Linked DNA regions of Mus musculus: regions 2 and 3 are each linked to region 1. The links are chromatin contacts, called in public HiChIP or PLAC-seq maps. All regions are on one chromosome and are shown on one strand. Each heading gives the region's core, a stretch centred on a gene start, on an enhancer-like site or on the middle of the called end of the contact. The rest is flanking DNA. Distances are from core to core; before and after follow the strand shown. Region 1 overlaps Gm26510 (a long non-coding RNA gene). Region 2 overlaps Dlgap1 (DLG associated protein 1). Region 3 overlaps Dlgap1 (DLG associated protein 1).

Region 1 (4,574 bases), core at 221-2,720:
TATTTTTAAAGACAGGGCCTCACTGTATAGCCCTGGCTCCCCTGGAACTAGGATGTAGACCAGGCAGGCCTCAAACTCACAGCAATCCACCTGCCTCTGTGTCAGGAGTGCTGGGATCAAAGCCATGTTTTTCTCCTTTTTTTTTTTTTTTTCAGTGAGGGTTCAAGTTCATGGTTGCTGCCACCAGTTGCAGGAATTTTCCCACCTCACTTAATCTTAAAACTCTTTCTCTCTCTCTAGGTCAGACTTCCTCATCCTCTCCATCACTGATGGTCGCTCCTGTCCAAAATCTCCTCCTGGATCCGCAAAGTCAGTTTCCTTTCTTTCAACCTTTATGCGATGGGGCTTGAGAGAAGCTGTCAGTGAGAGACGTCTCTGCAGGCCACAAGATACTCTTGTAGACCTAAGTTCAGTTCCCAGCCAGCCCATAGCTGGGTTGCTCTTAGCTGTTTATACAATAACCTAATAACTCCAGCTCCAGGGAGATCTGACCCCTCTGGGCTCCATGAGAACCACACACACGTGTGCATTACACACACACACACACACACACACACACACACTCACACACACAATTAAAAATAAATTTTTTCTTGGAGCTGAGCATGGGATGGGAAACTCAGAACTCAGTTAAGACCTTCACAGTGTGCTTAACCAAACAAAGGCTTTAGTCACGGGTGCATTCAGGTGCTTAAATGATGTCATCAAGATTGTGTTTCCCACTCTTCCTCTCGGGTTTATTTGTCTCTGTTTCTCTTTGCCTGTGGCCTCATTCTCTTCTGATCCAAATACACAGCTCATATGTTACCGGGAAGAAGGCTTCTACCTGCCCCAGTCATAAATAGCCTATGACTCAAGCTTCGAGAGGGAGACCCTCCCCAGATTTCCCAGAAGATCTCTTGGGTGCAGTTGTACTTGCCTGGGGCAGTGCCCAGTTGCACTGTGTAAACGTGGCTGGGTTGGCATGATTGGTTGGGGCAGATGGATTATGTATCTGCCTTGGTAGCGGGTCCCGTGGCGATCCTTTGGGATCTGGGAAGACAAATTCTCTAGGGTAAAAGAAGGATGTTTTGTTGAGGAGGCAAAGCCACAACTGTCCCACCCCTCACACTCTTTGGTATGGAAATGTGTCCTGGCCGGATCCTTGCTCCTTTGGCTCTTACTGCCTGTGGCTGAAGGCTAGCTGAAGGACTTTTACTCTCAAGTATCTGTCAGGACAAGCATCCTATAAGAGATGTGGGGGTCCCGTGGCTTGGCTTTTCCTGTCTATTTTTTTTCCCTCCTCTCTTAGTAATTCCGGGGAAAGGAGCAACAGCTGTGAGTTACTTTGTGAACGCCTTTCCCTTTGTTTTTGCTTTGCTTGCTGGTGAGCCATGGTGGGAACTGAAAAGCGAGAGAGGGTGGAGAAGATCTGGAGGGGTGAACTAAAGGGAAAATGACCTCATAAATCCCAGGCTCTCCAGATGAAATTATGGCTGCCATGGTGATTTTACACTCAAGGGCTCGGTGAGTTGCAACAACAGGGCAGCCTTATGCGTAAAAGCGCTCAGTCAACTGGGTACCAGAGTCAAAGGAACGGATTGCTTTGAAGTTTTCATAGGAAGCCATACACAGTGATTGAGGGCCAGGAGGCTGCCCGGCACAGAGCTGTGCACCAGGCACAATCAGGAGCACTTCCAGCAGACAGCCTGAGGGTCAGCTTAAAATCTCCTTCTGTGTCGCTTCAATCTTTTATTTCTTCTGTACAGCCCATCCTTTATGGTAAGTGGTGATTTTTTTTTCCTCAAGGTCCTACTTTTTGTATTTCCTTTTGGAAAAGACAGGTCTGGGGATGTGGCCCAGTTGGTGGACTATGTACATGAAGTCCCGGGTTCCATCCCCAGCATTGCGTGAGCCTTTCAAGATGGACTGTGCCTGTGATCCAAGAAGTAAAAGGAGGCAGGCGGCTCAGAAGTTCAAGGAGGGGCTAGAAAGAGCCTCAGCAGTTGGGAGCAAGTACTGCTCTTGCCGAGGACCCACACCAGGTGGCTCAAACCTTCTGTGACTCTAGCTCCAGACAGTCTGGCTTCCTCAGCTACCAGGACTCACATGCACACAGACACACAGACAGAATTAAAATAAAATAAATATCTTTTAGATATTTTTTAAGTTTAAGGCAAGCCTGCCTGAGACTCGTGGTCTAAAAATAAAATAAAAACCAAGTACTAATAGGTTACATATACTTACTATCTTGAATCTTTTCTAAAACCCGTAGGGAAGTATGATTATCTTTAAGAGCACTGGCTACTCTTCCAGAGGACCTAGATTCAAGTCCCAGCACCCATATGGCAGCTCTCAGCAGTCTATAACTCCCCATTCCAGCAAGGAGATTCAAAGGCATTAAAGACCAGAGAAGAGCGCAGGAAAGACTGGCATTTGTCAGAGAGGCACCTGAACTTACTTAATGCAGGATTTCTTTCTTTCTTTTTTTTTCTTTCTTTCCTTTTTTGGTTTTTCAAGACAGGGTTTCTCTGTGTAGCCCTGGCTGTCCTAGAACTCACTCTGTAGACCTGGTGGCTGGCCTCAAACTCAGAAATCCGCCTGCCTCTGCCTCCCGAGTGCTGGGATTAAAGGCGTGCGCCACCACACCCGGCTTAATGCAGGATTTCTTACCACAGCACAGGTACGGGAAATGACCAGTGTGCGTGTCCACAGGTGAATGGATGAAAGTGTGCCATCCACACGGGGAAGTGCGGTGACAGAAGCCAGGGTCAGGAGTGCTGTATGACCTCATTTATATGTGCACAGTGGCTGAGTGGGACTCCTAACTGGGAATAGAAAGGTGGTTTCCAGACAGTGGAGTTTGGGAAAGTGGAGTGATATTGTTCAAGAAGTACCATTTTGGTTACCGAATGAGTAGATTCTGGGGGTCTAACACGCAGCATCAGGACTAACACACCAGGAACGCTGCTGTCTACCTCAAGGGCTCTCAAGTAGTACATCTTTTTAATAAACATTATTTAATTTTAAAATAATTATTTTGTTTGTGTGTAATTCCCCCCCCCCCCCAGAAAAGGATATCTGATCCCTGGAACTAGAGTTACAGGTGATTATTAGCCACCAAAAATGGGCGCGCTGAAAACACAGCTTGAGTCCTCTGACAGAGCAGCAAGCACCCTCAGCCGCTGAGCAGTGCCTCCAGCTAAGGCTGTTTTATTTTTAATTATGTGAATGCATGTGTCTGTGAATGTGCACATGTCAAGTGCAGGTGCCCTCAGAGTCCAAAGAGGATGTTGCGTCCCCTGGGACTGGAGTTATAGGCGGTTGTAAGCTGTAAATCATATAAAACTGACGAGCCGTCTGCTAGAGTGAATTTTTTGTTGTTGTTTTTCAGGGTTTCTCTGAATAGTCCTGGCTGTCCTGGAACTCACTCTGTAGCCCAGGCTGGCCTTAAACTCAGAAATCCGACTGTTTCTGCCTCCCAAGTGCTAGGATTAAAGGCATGCGCCACCACTGCCCAGCTTGGGGTGGGGTGGCGGGGGAGGTCTCTTTTCTTTTTACATAGCCCTGGCTGTTATAGAACTCTGTGTGTAAATCAAGCTGGTCTTGAAGGCATGCGCCATCACACCCAGAGAGTAAATCTTAACCGTTTTCAGTGTGTAAGTATACACAAAGACACACAGTTGGAAACAGTGGGTGAGTTTTCAGTTCTCTAACCAGCCTAAGGCAACCTGGAGAAAATGGTTCACTGCTTTCTTGGACCAGAAAAAAAAAAACAACAAAAAACAAAAACAAAACCACACGAGTTTACAGGATCAACTCTCCTTATTGATTCTCTGTTCATGAAAGTGTTCTTGACCATCAAGGGCATAGTTCATGAAAGTCACCAAGGACCTGACAGATGTCACTTACAGAAGCAGTGCAAACCATCCTAGTGGTACAAAGGGAGAGTCAACACAAGTACCCAGGCCAAGTGGGGCTGGACACAGGGTCAGTGGACCAAAGGGAGTGATTTTTTTTAAATTATATTTATTTCTGACTCTGTGTTTGTGTCTATAACTCTGTGCATGCACGCGTGAATGTATGTGTGTGTGCGCGCGCGTGCACACGCGTGTGAACATATGTATGTGTGCATGTATGCACGCTAGGGTTGGTTTTCTCTTCCCACTGCATTAGTCCTGGGAATTGAACTTAGGTCACTAGGCTTGGCAGCAAACGCCTTTACTCTCTGAGCCATCTCTCTCACTGTTCTAAAAGCTGAACTTGTCGCTTCACATGTCGGAAATGCAAAATTATGCTAAGCTTGAGGATGTAGACACTGAAGTTCTATGTGGATGGGCCTAACCCAGGTGCTTCGCAGAGGTGACCGAGCTGGGTCAGGGTAACCACCTCCCCCCCCCCCCCACACACACACACAGCCTCTTCTGCTGCTGCTGATCCTCCCAGCCTCCACCGAGGTGATCCTCACTGAAGAACAAGGAATGCATTGTCTGTAAAAAGAGGAGGGGAGACTACTCAGAAGAAAAAGATATCTCAGAAGGCAAAAATCATATGGCTCTGGAATATGAATGCAGGAAGGGGGAGAGTTATATTTT
Region 2 (4,233 bases), core at 1,705-4,204, 140 kb after region 1:
CCGAGTGATGGTGAGACTCCAGTGCACTGGAACAATAAATTCCTCTTGCTTTTTGCACTGATCTCAACTCTACCTGGTTCACTCTGGGGGTCCCTGATAAGCTAAGGCTCCCCGGAGTCTTACACCACCATGTGGTTGCTAGGAATTGAACTCAGGACCTCTGCGAGAGCAGTCTGTGCTCTTAACCTCTGAGCCATCTCTCCAGCCCAGTTGTCTACTTTCTCAATGAAAGACAGTGCTGGTGTGGCAAGCCTCAGGGAACTCCGGGGTGGGGGTGGAGTGGTGGTGGTGGTGGGTGGGTCAGGAGAAGGCTTTCTGGAAGTTCATGTAGACTCTGCCCACTTTGGTCATCCTCTGTCAGCTCCTAAGGACAGATGTTAGGTGGTCATTGAACACACAGGCGAGCAGGGGCAGGGACCACCTTCTTGTTGGTCTCTTTGTCCCCACTTAAGATTTATTTTAAATTATGTGAATAAGTGTGTGTATGAGCTAGTTTGTGCAGGTGTCTGCGAGGGACTTTTTTTTTTTTTTTTTTTTTTTTTTTTTTTTTTTAAAGATTTATTTATTATATGAAAGTACATTGTAGCTGTCTTCAGACACTCCAGAAGAGGGAGTCAGATCTCATTATGGATGGTTGTGAGCCACCATGTGGTTGCTGGGACTTGAACTCTGGACCTTTGGAAGAGCAGTCGGGTGCTCTTACCCACTGAGCCATCTCACCAGCCCTGCGAGGGACTTTTATTGGTGTTGTTTCTGTGGTATTAGATCTTTGAACCCAGGACCACAAGCTTGCTAACCTACAGTTTTCCCCTTGAGTCCCAGGCTGCTACCAGACTGAACTTGTATAAAAGCAGTTATTAATCAAGTTCACCCTAAAACCACGTGGTGGAGAGAAAGAACCAGATCTTGCAAGTGGTACTCTGATCTTCCAATGCACACCAGATCGCACATATGAGATCACACAAGTGCATACAAAACAAACGAGAGAAATTAAAAGAACAAGACCTGCATGAGTCTGAGAGAGGGCTCGATCGTAAACACACCAGCTGCCAAGCTTCACAGCCTGAGTCGATCCCCAGAGACCCACATGGCAGAAGGTGACAACCGACTCTCAAAAGTTGTCCTCTGGCTTCCACATGCACATCGTGGCATGCATATGCCCATACACATACAAAATAAATAGATGCAGTTTTAATTAACAACAGCAACAACAAAAACATCAGGCTTAGTGGTTAATCCTGACACTAGAGTGGCAGGCAGATTTCTGTGAGCTTGATGCCTACATGATGTGTATGTGTGTGTGTGTGTGTGTGTGTGTGTGTGTGTAATATTACAAATAAACAAACAAAACAAATCTGTAAGATGTGTAGTCACACATTGTTCATACACAGAACAGAAGGACATTATTCTGTAGTGACGACTCATTTCCTGGGAAGGCGCACAAGCACAGATCAGACAATTTTCTTTCTTTCTTTAAAAGATTTATTTAAATTTATGCATATGATTTTTACCTCCCCCCCCGCCCCCCCCCCTGTGTATTCTGTCCACCACATGCATACCTGCTGCCTGTGGACCGGATCCCGTGCAGCTGGTGTCGGGATGGTCAAAAGCCCTCACGTAAGTGCTGGGAATGGAACACAGGTCCTCTGCAAGTGCTCTGGACCTCTGAGCCATCTCTCCAGCTGGCGGATCCCTGTGAGTTTGAGGCCAGCCTGGTCTACATAGCAAGTTCCAGGACAGCCAGGGCTATGTAGAAATCTTGCTGCAGTCTCAAAAAGGTCTGCCTTTAATCCTCAGAACTACCAAACAAACAAACAATTTTAAAAAGAGAAAATACCTAAGTATATATAAGTTCTAAAAAATTAACAAAACCTTGCAAAATCTCTGCCCAACAGAGTCCACATGGAAAAATTACTGCCCTATTTCAAAAATATTTACAGCTTCCCCCTTTTCAGGCCACCCAGAGAGATCCTGGTGGTTGGTGAGGCGCACTCGCTTGCCAGCCCACCTCTGGGAGGTACAGTGCACCCCACAGTAGTTAGTATGCATTCTGGCTCCTGGGAGGTGCCTGTGTGAGAATGACTTCCACTCAAGGCATCCTCCACGGAAAACACTTTTCCCTGTCACTGAATGGGGGGGGGGGGGGAAGCGGCTCTGAGCGAGCCGAGGAGGGAGGGGCCGGCAATAACTCTTGCAGTCATCCACACCCTCGCCAGTTGGTGATTACCAGGATCCCAGACACTTCCTAATGCCAGACAAACGCCCCAAGCCTCGGCATGTCTGGCTTGAAGATCTATTCAACTGATAGCCCCCGCCTTTTCGAGGGAGAGCCCCATTGCCCGGGCTAATCAAACAAAACATTGTTCTCAGAGGCAGGAAGAAAGGAAAGGCTTGTCTCTTGGACGCAATGTTTGGGATTCATATCTATATATAAAAACATAATACATATATATTCCCAACTAAAAGGTTGCTACAAAACTTGGAATTCCGGAGGCGTGGCTGGTTTGCACAGAGCGTGCACTGTATAGAAATCCCGGGAGGGGAGGAATCTGAAAGCTAAGTGCCATTAAAAGAAGGGGGTGGGGTGGGGGGAAGCCCCAGGCACTTGATGCCTGTAAAGGATGTAAGTCACAGCCACTCTATTAGACCTGCAACCAAACTAGACTCAGATCCGTCGCAGCTGCCCTCCAAATGTCAGCGTCAGTGTTGGGCAAAGCTTGAAACCCCACCAGGCTTCAGGAGAGCCATTCTCACCCACATTTTCCCCCGAGCACTCTTAGGAACCTGGCAACAGGTAACGTGGCAACCTTTGACTTCTAAAAGGCGAGTGGGATAATTTCAGGGAACAAACGGATTGTTTTTGAGCCAGCTGCATCTCGCCTAACTGCCCCCGCACCCAACCTCCTCCCTCCCAAGACAAAGTCTGGGAAAACAAACTTAAGTGCTGCAGGCTGTCCTGCTCTCTCGCACGCCCTGGTGGCCAACATCGGAACAACATGCACGTGTTCGGAACTCCGCGGCAGTTCCCGCTGGTAAGTTTTGTGGAAGTGTGCCGACCTGTCTCTGGTGCAGAGATGGAATCCATTCAAAATGTCCCCATTTTTGTTGTTGTTTTCGAGATATGGTAGATATTTAGCCTTGGCTGTCCTGGAACTCACTATGTAGACTAGGCTGCTTCTGTCTCCTGAGTGCGGAAATTAAAGGTAAACGCTAGCAGATCTACCTGTAGAGAGTCTTCACTTTTATTTAAGCACATTGACAATTATCCACGGAATGAAACCTCTGGACTCAGACGCCCCCCTCCTCCCCAGAATCAGTGAGGGAGAATACTGGGAACAGGGTCTGGTAAACATTGCAGGAGGCTCGGGCCTGTGATTTCTTCCTTTTGAGGCCGATGTGGGAAGACCAGGGTTCAAGACCAGCCTGGACTCCTTACTCAGGCTTTGTCTTGAAAAAGCATCAACAAAACGTGATTCCTGCTGTAATTACTCCCATTTTCCCTGTTTGTCTCGTATATTCCACATACAGACACCTTTTGGGTTTTGAAGCTTTCCCAGTCAGCCCTGCTGGGTTCCTGTGTTATAAGGATTACTGAAGATTTCCACACTGCCAGATCAGCTTCCCAGACTGCAGCTACACCCAGTAAAATGCCAGCGGCTGTGTTTTTAGGCTGTCTGATCCTCTTAGACACTGCCCTACCCCCTTTCCAATGTTGGGCAGAAATGGAGGCCCAGTCCCGAGTCGCTGTTAGCCCACAGGACCCAGCGCTTCCTGGCTCTGCATCTGGAAACGGTACACGGAAGCTTGAGAGGTTCAGATCAAAGTACCTGGTCCTCTCAGAAACTTTCATTAATTAACTAAATTAGAGGACACTGAAGAATGCTGGAGGTGTCTCTTCAGAAGGCGCGGGGTCCAGGGGTTAAGGTCTGAGCCCTGTAGTATAGACCTCCACGAAGCTTGACAATCAAATAATACTATAAGCCAAAACCAGCCCATGCCTGAAACCATGAGATGTTAGAGTTGTTTTTGCCCACATCGTGTAAGGGCAAAGGTTAAGGCCGGGGGGTCTGAGTAAGCTTGGTAGGGCCGCTGGCCTGTGTGAACCACACAGCCTTTCTAGAGCCAGGGAACCGTGTGTTGAAATCGGGAGGGACATTTCGGTCTTCAGGGTTACTAATTTCCCAGGCAGCGGGTGTTGTTCCCAGATGGGAATACGATCTCTTTAGCACTTCA
Region 3 (4,409 bases), core at 137-2,636, 150 kb after region 1:
GAATTGAACTCAGGACCTCTGGAAGAGCAGTCAGTGCTGCTCTTAACCGCTGAGCCATCTCTCCAGCCCACACACTCACTTCCAGCACACACATGAGGTCATTCCTCCAGCCCAGCTTGAATCACACAGACACTGATTAGAATGTTGGCACTAACTAGCTGCATCAAGTCAGCTGGGTAATCAGAGGCGCATGGGCTCTCAACTGCCCGATGTCAGTGTTGAAGGTGCTGCCCTGATGGAATCTTGAGGTTTAAACAAAGACCGTGTACAGGAAAGGCTAACACCACATAAGAAGCCACAGTTACGAGTCTTCTTGTTTATATCTGCTGACATCAGTCCTTATTTCCCAAGCTTTGTTTGCATTCATGATCCCTATAGATGCATACTTTCATATACATAAGGAACCTCTCTCTCTCTCTCTTCCCCTCCCTTTATCTTTTCTGTGATGCTGAGCTCCGAAAACCTTGCACATGCTGGGCAAATGCTCTACTACGGAGGAGTCACACCTCCCAACCCTAGAGACTCTTCTGTTCACACATCCATGAAGAAACTCAGTATTTTTTTGTTTTGTTTTTGTTTTTTTGAGACAGGGTTTCTCTTTGTAGCCCTGGCTGTCCTGGAACTCACTCTGTAGACCAGGCTGGCCTTGCCTGCCTCTGCTGGGAGCGCCACCACGCCCGGCGAAGAAACTCAGTATTAGCAGCACCTAAAATACATCAGGGCTGGCAATGCAGTCTATATGCTTGCTTAGCATGCGAAAGGCCCCGGTCTCCATTCTATCACGTGAAGAAAAATAGGGTTGAGGTGGCTTCCACCTTCTGCAGCTTTCTCAGTAAGGTGGGGTGGCGCTGGACCCGACTGAGTGATGGATGGGTCTCCTCACTGCTTCCAATCCTCTGACGACCCTTGGGTGGTACCTTTCCTCTCTCCACCCCAGCTGGGCCTCCACATCACCCTGACAGCTGCTGCTGCCACATTCCAGGGCTCCAGCAGCGGAAGTAAGGCAGGCTGAGCAGTCTTTCTGGGTGAGTGACAGGGTTTGAAATGAGATTAACCGAATGCCAGGGTTGGGGAAAACAGCTTTTCCCTGAGTCACCTCTGTCCCACCTTCCTCATGACACACAACTGTTGGTCTGAGTGGTAGGGCGTCAGCTTTGGGCCGCGAGACAGTGGGCTCTTGTGCTATGCGAGCCAGCCTATACCGGCTGTGAGTCCTTGACTCGGGGTGGGGATGGGGGGTGGGGGGTGGTTCAGCCTGGCATGTGTATCTTTATACGAGTCACTCGGCTTCTCTGCCCCCTAGTGGCGGACGAGGGTCACTCCAGCTTCCCTGTTGCTGTTGCAGGGTTTTTCCTCAACCACCACGTGACAAGGACAGCATTCCAGGAAACCGGAAGGGCTGGGCTGGCCTCTGGGATTTCAAAGTTGACTGCTCTGCCCACCTGGCAGGTTCTATCCTGCTGCGTCATATTTCCTGAGCTATAAGGCCATTTTTGCAGGATACTCACCATCCACCTCTCACGGGCTACCTCCTCTGTTCTACAAGCCCATCCATTTTTCCCTGAAGAACTTTTACGCCTTAGGCGTCATCTCATCCACAGTTAGAGATCAGAGGGGACTAACAGGTATAAAGGAGTTTTCCTGCACGTTTCCGATTCCTCTAACTCAGTGGTTCCCAACATGTGTGTCGAGATCCCTTTGGGGTTAGAATAAGAAGTAGGAAAACAGATGTTTACATCATGATTCATCACAGTAGCAAATTCACAGTTACAAAGTAGCAACAGAAATAATCTTTGGGTTGGGAGCCACAGCAACACGAGGAACTGTTTTAAAGGGTGGACGCTTTACGAAGATTGAGGGTCACTACCTTAACTAGAGGGAGAGATGGGTCACCTCACCCCAGGTTACCTCAGGAGAAAAAGAATTCAACTACTAAGAAACATAAATTCCCTCCCACACATGTAGCTTTCCCCGCACCCCGTGCCCCCTTCCTGTTCTAAAAGCCAAAACAAATGGTCCTCGGGGATGCTCACAGAAGGAAACTCCACCTACCACTCACAGCACAAAAGGGAAAACCAGCCAGGAGCCTCTGGCTGTGAAGTGTGGGCAAAGCGCCTCTGCTCCCCCTGCTGAGACCATGAGGTAATGTCTGTGGGAAGTCCCAGTTCTCATCCCTGTCTCCCGAGCAGAGAGCTCCATACCCTGCTGCTTAGTTGTACAGCACCCCATTATCACATGCTCATCCAATTTATGACTACTAACGTCTCTTCAGGCTGGGCATCATAGCTCCTGCCTGTAATATCACCATTTAAGAAGCTGAGCAGGAGGATCAAAATAAGTTCATGGTTATATAGTGTGTTCTGAGCCTGTCTGTTCTCTCTCTCTCTAATATACATATATATGTATATATATAAACACACATATGTATAAACATATATTGTACAAGGAGCTACCATGCTCCACCAATTTGCTCTTGTGCAGCTGAGTGGCGTTTTCTTTTGCAGTGTCTACCATTGGTTGGTGGGTATGTGCTTGTGAGTGTGTTGGGTGGAGTGGCTGGGGAATGGTGGAAAGAAGTGGTGTTCCAGCTGAGGCACTTGGCCCAGGTGACGCTCACTGCTTCCTGTGCGCCAGCTTCTTCAGGACAGCGACCTTCAACGATCTGCTCTCTGCTCCACGGAGAAGCAAAGCCTCCAAGTCAGTCATTGCCGACAGAGACAAACTGTGTTCCAGGCGATTAGGTTTGGTTAAGCCTTCGCAGTAGAAAGTGTCTGGCTTTAAGCTCGTTATGGTAGAGGCTTCTAATATTTATTAGGGACACTAGGTAGGTTTGCATTGGGATAGAACAGTGGTTCTCAACCTGCTTAATGCTTAATTAAACCTTTAATACCGTTTCTCAAGTTGCAGTGACTCCCAACTATAAAATTATTTTGTTGCAACTTCACAACTGTAGTCTTGCTATTGTTATGGTGCACAATGTAAATAAACATCTGATATGTGACCTCTGTGAGGGTCACAACCAAAGGACCACTGGCAGAGAGAGTGCTATAGGGAGATGTTCATTTTTAGGTCATGGAGGTGTTTGTATGACTTGGCAATTGATACACACACACATACACACACACACACACACACACACACACACATATACACATATACATACACATATATGAAATCATATACTTTAAGCACTTTTTTTTTGTTTTTGTTTTTTTCGAGACAGGGTTTCTCTGTATAGCCCTGGCTGTCCTGGAACTTACTTTGTAGACCAGGCTGGCCTCGAACTCAGAAATCCGCCTGCCTCTGCCTCCCGAGTGCTGGGATTAAAGGCGTGCGCCACCACGCCCGGCTATTCTATAATATTCTTTTTTTAAAAAAATATCTATTTATTTATTATATGTGAGTACACTGTAGCTGTCTTTAGACACTCCAGAAAAGGGCATCAAATCTCTTTACAGATGGTTGTGAGCCACCATGTGGTTGCTGGGATTTGAACTCAGGACCTTCTGAAGAGCAGTCAGTGCTCTTACCGGCTGAGCCATCTCTCCAGCCTTATAATATTCTTAAATAACAATTACAGAAAGGTCATTTTATAACTACTTTCCAGGCCAAGGTACAGAATGGGTCAGCATCCCAGAAGTCCCATCAGTTCATGTCCCCTGCTATGGCTTAGATAAGTGTTCCTGTCCTGGCTCGTTTAATGTCAGTTTGACTCAGGCTAGAGTCACCTGAAAGGGAGCGCGTCAATAGGGAAAAATGCCTCCATAAGATCCAGGGATCGGGCATTTTCTTAATTAGTGACTGATGTGGGAGGGCCCAGCCCATGGTGGGCGGGGTCACCCCCTCAGGTGGTGCTGGGTTCTAAAAGAAAGCAGGCTGAACAAACCATCAGGAGCAAGCCAGGAAGCAGCACTCCTCCATGCCTCTGCATCAGCTCCTGCCTCCAGGTTCTGCTCAGTTTGAGTTCCTGTCCTGACTTCTTTCAGTGATGACCAGTGATGTGGAAATGCAAGACAAAGAAACCGTTTCTTCTTCAAGTTGTTTCTCACCATGGTGTTTTGTCACAGCAATATTAATTCTTCCTAGAACATTTCTCAAGACCCATTTGGTGCAGCCACTTGCCTGTGGTGCTACTGGGAGTCTGGGGAGCCGTTTGCCCCTGACGCATAGTGGAAGAAGAGAGGCCACTGAGGAAATGCTCTTGAAGAGTTCTTCTTCTCTTTGCTTCTCCTCCTCCCTCTCCCTCTCCCCCTCCTTCTTCTCTCTTCCTCCCTCCTTCCTTCTCCTTTCTTCCTTCTACCTCCCATCCTTCATCCCCCCTTCCTTCTTTCCCTCCTCTTCTTCTTCCAGGCAATACTCCTGTGCCAGTACCCTGCTATAATGATGGCCTTTCCCAAATGCTCTGCAGA

What was found. HiChIP or PLAC-seq counts read pairs in DNA pulled down with a chosen protein or histone mark.
Region 2: an H3K27ac HiChIP or PLAC-seq map of embryonic stem cells shows a contact between it and region 1, with 18 read pairs. The contact joins two enhancer-like sites. A contact is called at or near these places in 1 of 15 datasets of contacts at CTCF or cohesin (the NIH/3T3 cell line), 2 of 484 Hi-C or Micro-C datasets (muscle stem cells and nephron progenitors), 20 of 115 datasets of contacts at active chromatin or transcription factors (CD8 T cells, bone marrow-derived macrophages, cardiomyocytes and 7 more) and 1 of 9 other capture datasets (embryonic stem cells).
Region 3: a contact with region 1 is called in an H3K27ac HiChIP or PLAC-seq map of embryonic stem cells, with 18 read pairs. The contact joins two enhancer-like sites. A contact is called at or near these places in 3 of 484 Hi-C or Micro-C datasets (embryonic stem cells and muscle stem cells), 13 of 115 datasets of contacts at active chromatin or transcription factors (CD8 T cells, bone marrow-derived macrophages, differentiating embryonic stem cells and 4 more) and 1 of 9 other capture datasets (embryonic stem cells).

What each region holds. Positions count from the first base shown.
Region 1 is chr17:70,889,462-70,894,035 of GRCm38.p6, reverse strand. All of the region lies in intron 1 of Gm26510 (a long non-coding RNA gene), which reads left to right. Among named protein-coding and RNA genes, the nearest start is that of Gm52315, 20 kb to the left of the region's middle. Within about 2 kb of position 1,470, at least 37 of the 459 cell types and tissues checked have an H3K27ac peak or open chromatin away from gene starts, as enhancers often do. A contact at or near this core is called in differentiating embryonic stem cells, embryonic stem cells and muscle stem cells, where this site is marked.
Region 2 is chr17:70,753,867-70,758,099 of GRCm38.p6, reverse strand. The region is part of intron 6 of Dlgap1 (DLG associated protein 1); the gene reads right to left. Among named protein-coding and RNA genes, the nearest start is that of Gm36746, 38 kb to the right of the region's middle. Within about 2 kb of position 2,954, at least 194 of the 459 cell types and tissues checked have an H3K27ac peak or open chromatin away from gene starts, as enhancers often do. A contact at or near this core is called in differentiating embryonic stem cells, embryonic stem cells and muscle stem cells, where this site is marked.
Region 3 is chr17:70,735,303-70,739,711 of GRCm38.p6, reverse strand. All of the region lies in intron 6 of Dlgap1 (DLG associated protein 1), which reads right to left. Among named protein-coding and RNA genes, the nearest start is that of Gm36746, 20 kb to the right of the region's middle. Within about 2 kb of position 1,386, at least 213 of the 459 cell types and tissues checked have an H3K27ac peak or open chromatin away from gene starts, as enhancers often do. A contact at or near this core is called in differentiating embryonic stem cells, embryonic stem cells and muscle stem cells, where this site is marked.